3 separate regions of the Sus scrofa genome follow, and all the other regions are linked to region 3. The links are chromatin contacts, called in public HiChIP or PLAC-seq maps. All regions are on one chromosome and are shown on one strand. Each heading gives the region's core, a stretch centred on a gene start, on an enhancer-like site or on the middle of the called end of the contact. The rest is flanking DNA. Distances are from core to core; before and after follow the strand shown.

Region 1 (2,921 bases), core at 359-2,858, 40 kb after region 3:
GCCTGGGCCCTGCGTCCTCCAATGACCTGCTTCAACCACCTCCAAGTTTGCCCACCCTGAGCTTAGCAGCAGCAGAGGGACACCCACTGTGTGCTCTCTCTTGAATGGCTGAGCACCAGGAGCCCCAAGAAGAGGGCATGCAAGCAGGTGCCACTTCCACTCAGACCAACCACTCACTGAGGCTGATCCGTGCTGAGTAGATCACACACTTGGCAATTCCTGTCACACGAAAGCCTCCAAGCCTTGGTGAATTCACACATGAGAGACAAAAGCAGGAAGAGGAGAGGCAGGTGGCAGGAGCTATGTGAAGATCTCAGGACAAAGTGCAATCAGAGCCATGGCTCTGGGGCACAGACCCTGGTGAATCACCTTCAACCCCTGGGGAAAAAGGGATCCAAAACCTTGTGTCTTTGCAGCACGGCATCAGTCCAACCTCCACTGACAGACAGACGGTTAGCCTCACCCTACACACCCAGCCACCGGCAAACTCCATTCACTGGCTGCAATCTCAGAGCCCAGGCTCACCTGGGAGATCATTAACCTCATCTGCTCAATAACCCTCCTCACAAAGATGCCAGAGCTAAAAGCAGGGAGGGCCAGGGGCCACGTACCATTAATCCTTCACTCTAGGCCAGACACCACTTCAGAATCCTTCTTAACAAAGTTCCACTTCCAGTGGGGAGGAGCTGGCACAGTTCACCGGGTCATGTTGGCTCCACACACAAGGCCCTCGACTAAAAGGACCCTGTGCATGGGTAAGGGAGCAGGCATGGGCCTGTGCCCTCCCCACAGCAGGCTGGAGACAAGCTGGACACAGAAAACCAGGGCTGTCTGTCCTCGTCCCACTTGCCAGATCCACTGTGAACTTAGCGTATTTCACTGGAACGAGCAGACATCTGTGAGCATCCAATACCAAAAATAGTACAACCAGGGGAGGAAGGAACACATTCTTCTAGCTGTGGCCTGCCCCTGCCTCAGACATCTCCCCGAAGTCTCTCTGCCCTGGGACGTCCCCAGTACGATCCCCTGCTCTGGACCTCACCCTTCCCTTAGGCCTCCCCTTGCACCGTCCCCCCTGCCCAGCCTGCCACAGCTCAACAGTCCCACCCAATTCTAAAAAAGGAGAAACACCACCAAATGATAAGAACAGCAAAATCATGCCATTTCTGCTAACAGAACCCAAAAACCATAGCCCCTTAGCAGAGGCCTGCCCAAGAAGCCCTTCTCCAGTGTGTAACTCCAAATCATCTACAGACGGCACATGTCAGAATCTAACTACAGGTGGCACTGGGCCAGAGCTGAGAACGCAAAGCTCCAAGAGTTCACCAAGCACCAGCCCCCAGCCCCGCCTGTGGAGAGCTCACTCCTGGGGAGCGGGAGACTCTTGCTGCCCACTGTCTCCAAACAAGGGAGCCATCTGAAACCACCGTCATCTGACTGCTACCAGACCATGAAACATACATTCAAAAACACTATATGAACTGAACCCTTAAGGGGCACAGCCCTGCCTCAGAAGATGAAACTGGCCCTGCTGTTACACCCTGGGACTGAGGCCAAGGGACCAGGGGAACTTCAGCCAGAGCCTGACTGGAATCACAGGCAGAAGCTCACCCTCCCAGCTCCAACAGGGACATGCACACGGCCCTTCCCACTCAGGCTGTGCAACTCTGTTTCCAGAGTTCACCAGAAGGTCACACATAAAAAGACCAGGCCCACTGGAAGCTGTGCCAGGCTTGATACTGCCTGAGAAAAGCTGCTCCTGGGAAAACCAGGGATGCATGAGGGGTGGGAAGCATTCAGTCTGCATGAAATTGGGAGGGCAGGCAGCTCCAAAGTGGACACCCTCAGGTTTTAGGCTTGATTTAATCTGTGCTGACCTGACTATGGACCATCCCAACTATGACATGAAGGGGCCAGACCCAAAAGACCCTGCCAGGTCTCGGTCTAACCCTGAGATATAATGGCAAGAGGTCTGCTGCACACAACAGCACAGGAAACAGGTCCGAGGCCTAAGCTCTGCCCCAGGAGAGCACAGCCTGCTAACGCACCCATCTCGACACTCAACCACAAGCTTCTCTGAAAAGGACAAGAGTCACTGTCTCAGTCTTTTGAGGGCCAGTCCCTGTTGCAAACAGTCTGCCACCTTCAGAGTGCAAAAGGAGCCATAGACAACACCACTGTGTCCCAATAAAGCTCTACTTACAAACACAGGTGGGGGCCAGATTTGGCCTGTAGGCCATGGTTTACAGGCTCATTTTATACTCCAAGGTTGACACCGAAAAAGGGAAGAGGCCCTAACAGTGCACTTCATCAGCAGCCTCATCCGATCCATTCTGTTCACTCAACATGGTGGCAAACTGCCAAGGCCTTAGTTTGGGGGGCTGGCAGCTACAATGGGCACAAGAGATGTTACCTTCTTCAGGGGCAGAAAGAGGGCTCATGAGCTCTACCACTAATCCCACAAGTAAAGGAAGCATCTGGAAGGGGGACACAGCACAGGCTCACTGTCAGGACCTTGAGAACATGGTAAGGAGGGACCCATCATCAAGGGCAAGGCCAAGATGAGCTTGCCCCTGCTCTAGCCCCTGTGAACCCAGCTGTACTGACTTGATTCAGTGGGTGTTCCCTTGCGGGAAATGTTGTACCGGGACACTTAAATCACTCCCTCCAGATGTGGGGAGAACCACGTGATCCACAGCAGGAATCTGAATTTCCCCAAAAAGTCACTGTTTTTAAAAAGGGAGGGTGTTCCTGTCATGGCACAGCGGAAATGAATCCAACTAGTATCCTTGAGGATATGGGTTCAATCCCTGGCCCCACTCAGTAGGTTAAGGATCCGGCATTGCTGTGAGCTGTGGTGTAGGTCGCAGACATGGCTTGGATCTGGTGTTGCTGTGGCTGTGGCGTAGGCCAGCAGCTGT
Region 2 (2,925 bases), core at 186-2,685, 58 kb after region 3:
CACACACACACACACACACACACTCTCTCTCTCTCTCTCTCTCTCTCTCTCTCTCCTCTCACTCTCTCTCTCTCTCTCTTCTTTCTCTTTCTCTCAGAGGGCGGGGCCTTCCTGAACCTGACACCAGACCCCTTGCTCCCCCTAGCCACGATGAAGCCCCTACTTTCCCAGTGAGGAGGTAAAAGGGCTCCCAAACCACTTCCCCTCAGGACCTGACCACTGGGCACCTGCAACTTCTGTCCCAACACAGGAGGAGGGCGCCATGACACAAACAGAAATGGGAAGAAGCAGTTTCTGACCAGGGCCCCAGATGTACCCTACAGTCAGGCCTGAAAGAAGGTACACAGAAGCCTCTCCCCAACCCCCCCCACCCCCCGCCAGGTGGCAGAACTGAAACGCCTTGAACTTAGCCAGATGGACCCAAATCAGCCCCTGAGAAGTTTGTGAGTCAGGAGCCAGGTGCGGTGGCCAGAGCTCCCTCCCAGGTGCCCACCACAGGCTCCCAATCTTCTAAAGGCACCATACCAGCAATCCCCCCCTCCACAATCACAGCCTCTTCTTCTCAAAACACTCCTACTCTCTAAAGGTGTCCAGTGAGACCTGGTCACCTGGGGAGTTGGAGGCGAGTTGACAGGTTTTGCCCAAATTTCCTTTCCCAGGAACGAAAAGTGAACCCAACTCCAGGGGCCTCATTGGAAAGCATCAAAGACAGCCCCCAAGTGCAGACACAACCTCCCCATACAAACGGAACAAAACCCCACAGGTGCTCCGACAGCGGTGCCCCACTGACCCACCCTACCAGTGACCAAGACGGAAAAGCTGCTCCTCGGGAGTGCAGGCAGTCATCCCTACCGGCCATCCCGCAAAGGAGCCAAAGAAGCCCCAAACCCCCACCTCCGAGCTCGGACAGCGGGGCCTCCACCCCTTCCCCTGAACAGGTGAAAAGACCAGTTCCTGCTCAGGTGCCGGATGGGCCGAGAAAGGCGCCGGACAGACCCCCTATCCCCAGACCAGGAGCGAGAGTTCGGGCCCCATGGCCGCCCCGGGCCACCCGCCAGGTTCTCCTCCCGGCGCCGAGGTTCCCTGCGCTCCGAGCCGGACAGGCGCCTACCCCGCGCCCCGCTGGCCCAGGAACTCACAAGCAGCACCTAAGAAGCCGGACCCCGCGCCCCCAGGCTAGGACGCCGTGGCGAGAGGAGCGCGAGGCCGACCTGCGTCCCGATGTCCCCGACGGCCGCACCGCCTGCACCGCTCACCTGGCAGACGCGGTAATTCTCGAAGGCCCTCAGAGCACTGTCGGTGAGCTTCACGTGGAACACGGACACCTTGCTACCGTCGCTCACTCGCCCGCACGACAGCCCGTAGCTCCGAGCCTCCTTCAGCGCCGCCATCTTGCGACCATCGCTCCCCCGCCCCCCCTTCCCGGCTCCAGTGCGGGCGGTGCGCCGGCCACGCCCCACCCTGCTGCCCGCTGACGTGCTGCATTATTCATAAGACGCGGCTGGCCACGCCCTCGCCGGAACCCCCCTAGAACCACAGACGCCGCGGTACCGCCCGCTGACGTGCTGCACTATTCATGAGATGCGGCTGGCCACGCATCATGTGGGCCCAGGGAATCCCATAGTTACCGCCCCGACTTCCTGCATTTTCGTAAGGCGTGGATGGACTCCCCCCATCCCTAACCTCTCAAGACCCTAGAGGTGTCCACTTCCGCGCCCGGACTCCGCCTCGACACGCGCGCTCCTTCAAGCCCCGCCTCAGTGTGTATTATTCATGATCTTGACTCAGCCAGGCAAGTCGAAGCACCGCCCCACCAGCCAATGACGTGATGTATTATTTATGAGGTCTCTCCAAGTCTTCCGTCTTTGGCTTCAGCGAGGAGCCGCATTGAGGGCGTGGGAGGGGGCGGGGCCCGCGCAAAGCACGTGGGGGGAGGGATCCGCTGCTGGATGGGCGTGGCTATGTAAACTGAGCGCGCGTTGGACGCTGGGTTGGGCTAATAGGGTTCCCCTAAGGTGGGCCTGGGGCTGTTGGATGATTGGGGGTCAGATTAACTTTGCTCATGGTAACAGTAGATTTCTTTTTAAATTAAAATATAGTTAATTTACAGTGTTGTGCTAAGGGTAGACTTAGAATAAAATCCTACACCCCCCAGAGCCCTGAGAGATGGTGATTGTCCTGCTCACCCATTAAAAAAAAAAATTTCACCTATCATGAAGTTAGTTAATGTGTACAATTCTGTGGCATTTAATACATCCACAATGCTGTGCAGCCACTACCACCATCTAGTTCCAGAACGTTTTCATCACCCCTAAAGGAAAAACCCACACCCACAAAGTAGTCACTCCTCATTCCCCCTTCCCAGGCCCTAGTAACCACTAACCTACTTTCTGTATCTATGGACATTTCTCTTTTTTCCTTTTTTGGCTGCCCCGTGGCATATAGAGTTCCCTGGGCCAGGGATCAGATCCAAGCCTCAATCCAGACCTAAGCCTCAGCTGCAGCAACTCCAGATCTTTTACCTACTGTGCCAGGCCAGGGCTCAAACCTGCATCCTGGCACTGCAGAGACACCGCAGATCCTGTTGCACAATAGCAGGGACTCCTTCTCATTTTAATCTAATTACAGACAGTGGTCATAGGATGAAGTGAGGCAAGGGAGGAAGGTGAATTCAGGGACTTTCTATGTGTTTCTACCCAGATGATCTTGTTAGCTCTGCCTATCACTACCAGGCCGGCACTGCCATCTATTTACCCCTTGACCATGAACCTAAAGGCTGATCCTAAAGGCAATGCTAGATTCCTTGCAACTTTTTCCCATGCCTGTCATTAATATCTCCGTTTACAAATGGAGAAACAGAATCAAAGGAATGAGACAGCAGGGGTATACACCCTGCCAGTGAATGGCCTGCCTGAAACTTTGAAC
Region 3 (3,332 bases), core at 18-2,517:
ATGATGTGCTGGTGTGTTCCTTTGAAACACACCTCTGTTTTCCTGGGACCTGGGACCTGTTCACACCACAGGACAGGTCCTGGGTTCCCATGCAGTGGCTGGGGGAAGGGAGTGGTGGGCCTGTGTCTAGCTTTTTTTTTTTTGTCTTTTCAGGGCCACACCTGTGGCATATAGAGGTTCCCAGGCTAGGGGTGGAATCAGAGCTGCTACTGCCAGCCTACACCACAGCCACAGCAACCAAATCCGAGCCGCATCTGCGACCTACACCACAGCTCACAGCAACGCCGGATCCTTAACCCACTGAATGAGGCCAGGGATCAAACCTACGTCCTCATGGATACTAGTCAGATTTGTTTCCACTAAGCCACGAAGGGAACTCTGTATGTCTGGTTTCTAAGCAGCAATAGCATCACAGTCTAAGGAACACAAAGCACTCAGGACATACCCAGAGGCAGGGACCCCACCTCGATCTGGGCTGTGACTCAGTTTCCCCACCAAATAAAGCATATCTGGCCCAGGACAATGGTGAAGATGAGATGAGTAGGCATCAATCGTGGGCAGGGCATGCTGAGAGGTCCAGCTGCTCTGGCACTCCCGCTTGGCCACACTCTCTCCAACTCCTGCAGGCCAGTGTCTTGGGTGTCTGTGAATTAGGCAGGCATTGGGCCCTGAGGAGCTCAGAGATGGGCAGCACTTGCCCCCAGTAAACTGTGACATGGGATGCATGTGCCATGGTTTATATAACCGCTGGAGCCTAGCTAGGCAAAGCCACAGGACCCAGGGAGAACAGATGGCCTGGCCTGCAGACAGACAGCACTAGTCCTGGCCAAGGTACAGGGATCAGCACAGGGAGGACACTCAGGCTGTTTTATTCCAGGCTGACCCTCTGGCCCTCTGCCAACACTGGGTGAAGGCCAGTGGCAGCTGAAAAACACAGACAGGAAAACCTCACATTCCAGCTGCCAGCCCCTGCATCCAGAACCTTGTCACCAGAGGTGACGGGCGTGCCATAAAGTAATCCCTGGGCGTGAGCACAGGAGCTTGTCACAGCTAAATAGACACAAAAGGCAGAGCCACAAGTGGTCAACCAGGAGGGGCAGTACTGAAGGTCAGGGGGCAGCAGGTCTCATGCAGGCCTCATCCAGGCCTTGCGCCCACGCTGTTGCATTACCTCAGCCCACCAAGCACATCTCTTTGGTAACGTGAGGAACACTAAAGCATGAGAACTCCATCAGCACTGGACAGAATGTGGCTCAGGGCCGAATCCCCCCTGCCCTGAGCCCAACTGTCACATGTGAATGCAGGCAGCTCAGCCTGTCTGAGCCTTGTCTGTCAGACCAAGGATGCAGCAGTTTAGGCCACAAAGAGGGGTCCAGCTCCCCCGCCCTAGCCCTCACGGCTGGCTCAAAATGCTGTGTGACCACCTCAATGCTCAGCCAGTCCCTGCTTCAAGGAGAGATCCCCAACATTCACAGGGAGAGCCAAGGAGGCACAGAGTGGCTCAGGGCAGAAAGAGCCCAGCTTAGGGGAGATGGACAGTCTGTACCAGCCATCCTGGGACTGCAGATGACTTTGGGCTGATGGTCATCCCTGTCCCCACCTCCTTGAAGCAGGATGAGTGCTGCCCAGATGAAAGGCTGCCCCATTGGCCCAGGCCCACCCACTCTGACCCTCTGGTATATTTCAGGAGGAGGGGCTCACCCAGGACACACCCAGTGGTAGGCAAGGCCAAAGCTTGTGGTGGAGACCCACAGAGCAGCAATGCCAGGGCCCTGGCCAGCCACACAGACCCTAATCTCAACATAAACACATTTCTTTATTAGGATCAAAAAAAGGGCATTCCCTGGTGGTCTGGCAGTTAAGGATTTGGCATTGTCAGAGCTGTGGCTTGGGTTCGATTCCAGGCCCGAGAGCTTCTGCATGTCGCAGATGCACGGACCAAAAAAAAAAAAAAAAAAAAAAAAAGAGAGAGAGATGGAGAAGCTCACATTGTCTAAAAATCAAACCCAGGAGTTCTCTTGCAGCACAGCATGTTAAGGATTCAGTGTTGTCACTGCAGTGGCTTGGGTCATGCTGTGGCATAGGTTTATTTCCTGGCCCAGGAATTTCCCAATGTCGTGGGAACAGCCTCCCCCCCCAAAAAAATCAAACCTGAACTGCCTGCTATGACTCACCTTCAACAGGAAAACATATAAGTATACACACACACACACATGCAAGCACGCATGCCCCTACTCCTGGTTATAGGAGGCAGAGGGAGCTTCCACAAACTGACTTGGGTGTCTATGTGCACAGATGCAAGCAAACAGGCTTGTCCTGTCTTGGATGGTCCTGGGCACCTGAGGGGCCTCCGACATCCGCTTCTGAGGTCTGGGGCTTGAGACAGGGTGTTGGTTCCGCTGTGGGTGCGTCAAGTCCCTGCCAGAGCCCTTCCATCAACCCTCTGTGAAATCTGACACAAGTCAGGCCCGCAGTCCTGATCTGTGGGGCTTTTGTCCACAGTGCAGGTGGGAGCTTAGATGAGACAAATCCAGGCCCGAGTGGGGGTGGGGCAGGGGCTAAAAGGTGGAGGCAGCACTTGGTATTCCATTCAGGTAAAAACAAGACAGAACAGGAACACACAGGAGCCAAACAACGACTAGCCAGACTCTCTCTGGCCTGAGGGGTTTTCAGGGAACATTTGTTTTCTTCATTATTTTTACTTCCCAGGGAACCCTCAGAATAGAATATATTTTGGGTAAAGAGTTACTACCGCATGGCTGAACAGGATTTCCAAGAGCAGAACAGCCTCTTCCTCCCACTGGGAGGCCCTCGCTTTCTCAACCCCAAACCCAGGGTGCTTTCTGAGCATCTACTTCCTCTCCAAGAGCCGCTCCACTCTGGCGAACTGGGGACACTCAGCAGGAGTATACAAGCCCGGCCACCCACCACTTCCCAGGCTTTCCAAACAGACCCCACAACACAGCAACAAGCACCCCTGGGGCTCAATCTTGTGCCCATCTCTAATGACTTCTGCAGAGCCAGCTCCTAGATCACACACAGACACTGGTCAAAAGGACTTTGACAAGTGCCACCATACCTTGTTCTAGAAACTGCCATTCCAGTTCCTGCTGCAGCATGTGGATATGCCTGAACAGCACTGGAAGCCAACCTACCTCTTTTTTCATCAAGTGGAGAGTTTAGAAATGGGGCTAGCCAGGAGCGGGGTGGGGGTGGGGGGACAGGTTCCTTTTGCCCCCTGGAGGCTGAGGCTTCACCAACTGTCAGGGGTTGACAACTCAGAAGTGGCCCCCTGGAGTTCCCGTCGTGGTGCAGTGGTTAACGAATCTGAT

Evidence for each region. HiChIP or PLAC-seq counts read pairs in DNA pulled down with a chosen protein or histone mark.
Region 1: an H3K27ac HiChIP or PLAC-seq map of skeletal muscle shows a contact between it and region 3. The contact joins two enhancer-like sites. A contact is called at or near these places in 15 of 47 Hi-C or Micro-C datasets (alveolar macrophages, blood, brain and 9 more) and 2 of 2 datasets of contacts at active chromatin or transcription factors (alveolar macrophages and skeletal muscle).
Region 2: a contact with region 3 is called in an H3K27ac HiChIP or PLAC-seq map of skeletal muscle. The contact joins the promoter of ELL here to the enhancer-like site in region 3. A contact is called at or near these places in 1 of 5 promoter capture datasets (liver), 17 of 47 Hi-C or Micro-C datasets (alveolar macrophages, blood, brain and 9 more) and 2 of 2 datasets of contacts at active chromatin or transcription factors (alveolar macrophages and skeletal muscle).

The regions. Positions count from the first base shown.
Region 1 is chr2:59,293,463-59,296,383 of Sscrofa11.1, reverse strand. The region is part of intron 1 of ELL (RNA polymerase II elongation factor ELL); the gene reads right to left. Among named protein-coding and RNA genes, the nearest start is that of ELL, 18 kb to the right of the region's middle. Within about 2 kb of position 1,608, at least 39 of the 83 cell types and tissues checked have an H3K27ac peak or open chromatin away from gene starts, as enhancers often do. A contact at or near this core is called in fetal liver, omental adipose tissue and skeletal muscle, where this site is marked.
Region 2 is chr2:59,275,674-59,278,598 of Sscrofa11.1, reverse strand. ELL (RNA polymerase II elongation factor ELL) reads right to left here and starts at 1,435. Exons shown (of 13, transcript XM_021083507.1): 1 at 1,257-1,435. The coding sequence starts at 1,391.
Region 3 is chr2:59,333,081-59,336,412 of Sscrofa11.1, reverse strand. All of the region lies in intron 3 of ELL (RNA polymerase II elongation factor ELL), which reads right to left. Among named protein-coding and RNA genes, the nearest start is that of ISYNA1, 29 kb to the left of the region's middle. Within about 2 kb of position 1,267, at least 13 of the 83 cell types and tissues checked have an H3K27ac peak or open chromatin away from gene starts, as enhancers often do. A contact at or near this core is called in fetal liver, omental adipose tissue and skeletal muscle, where this site is marked.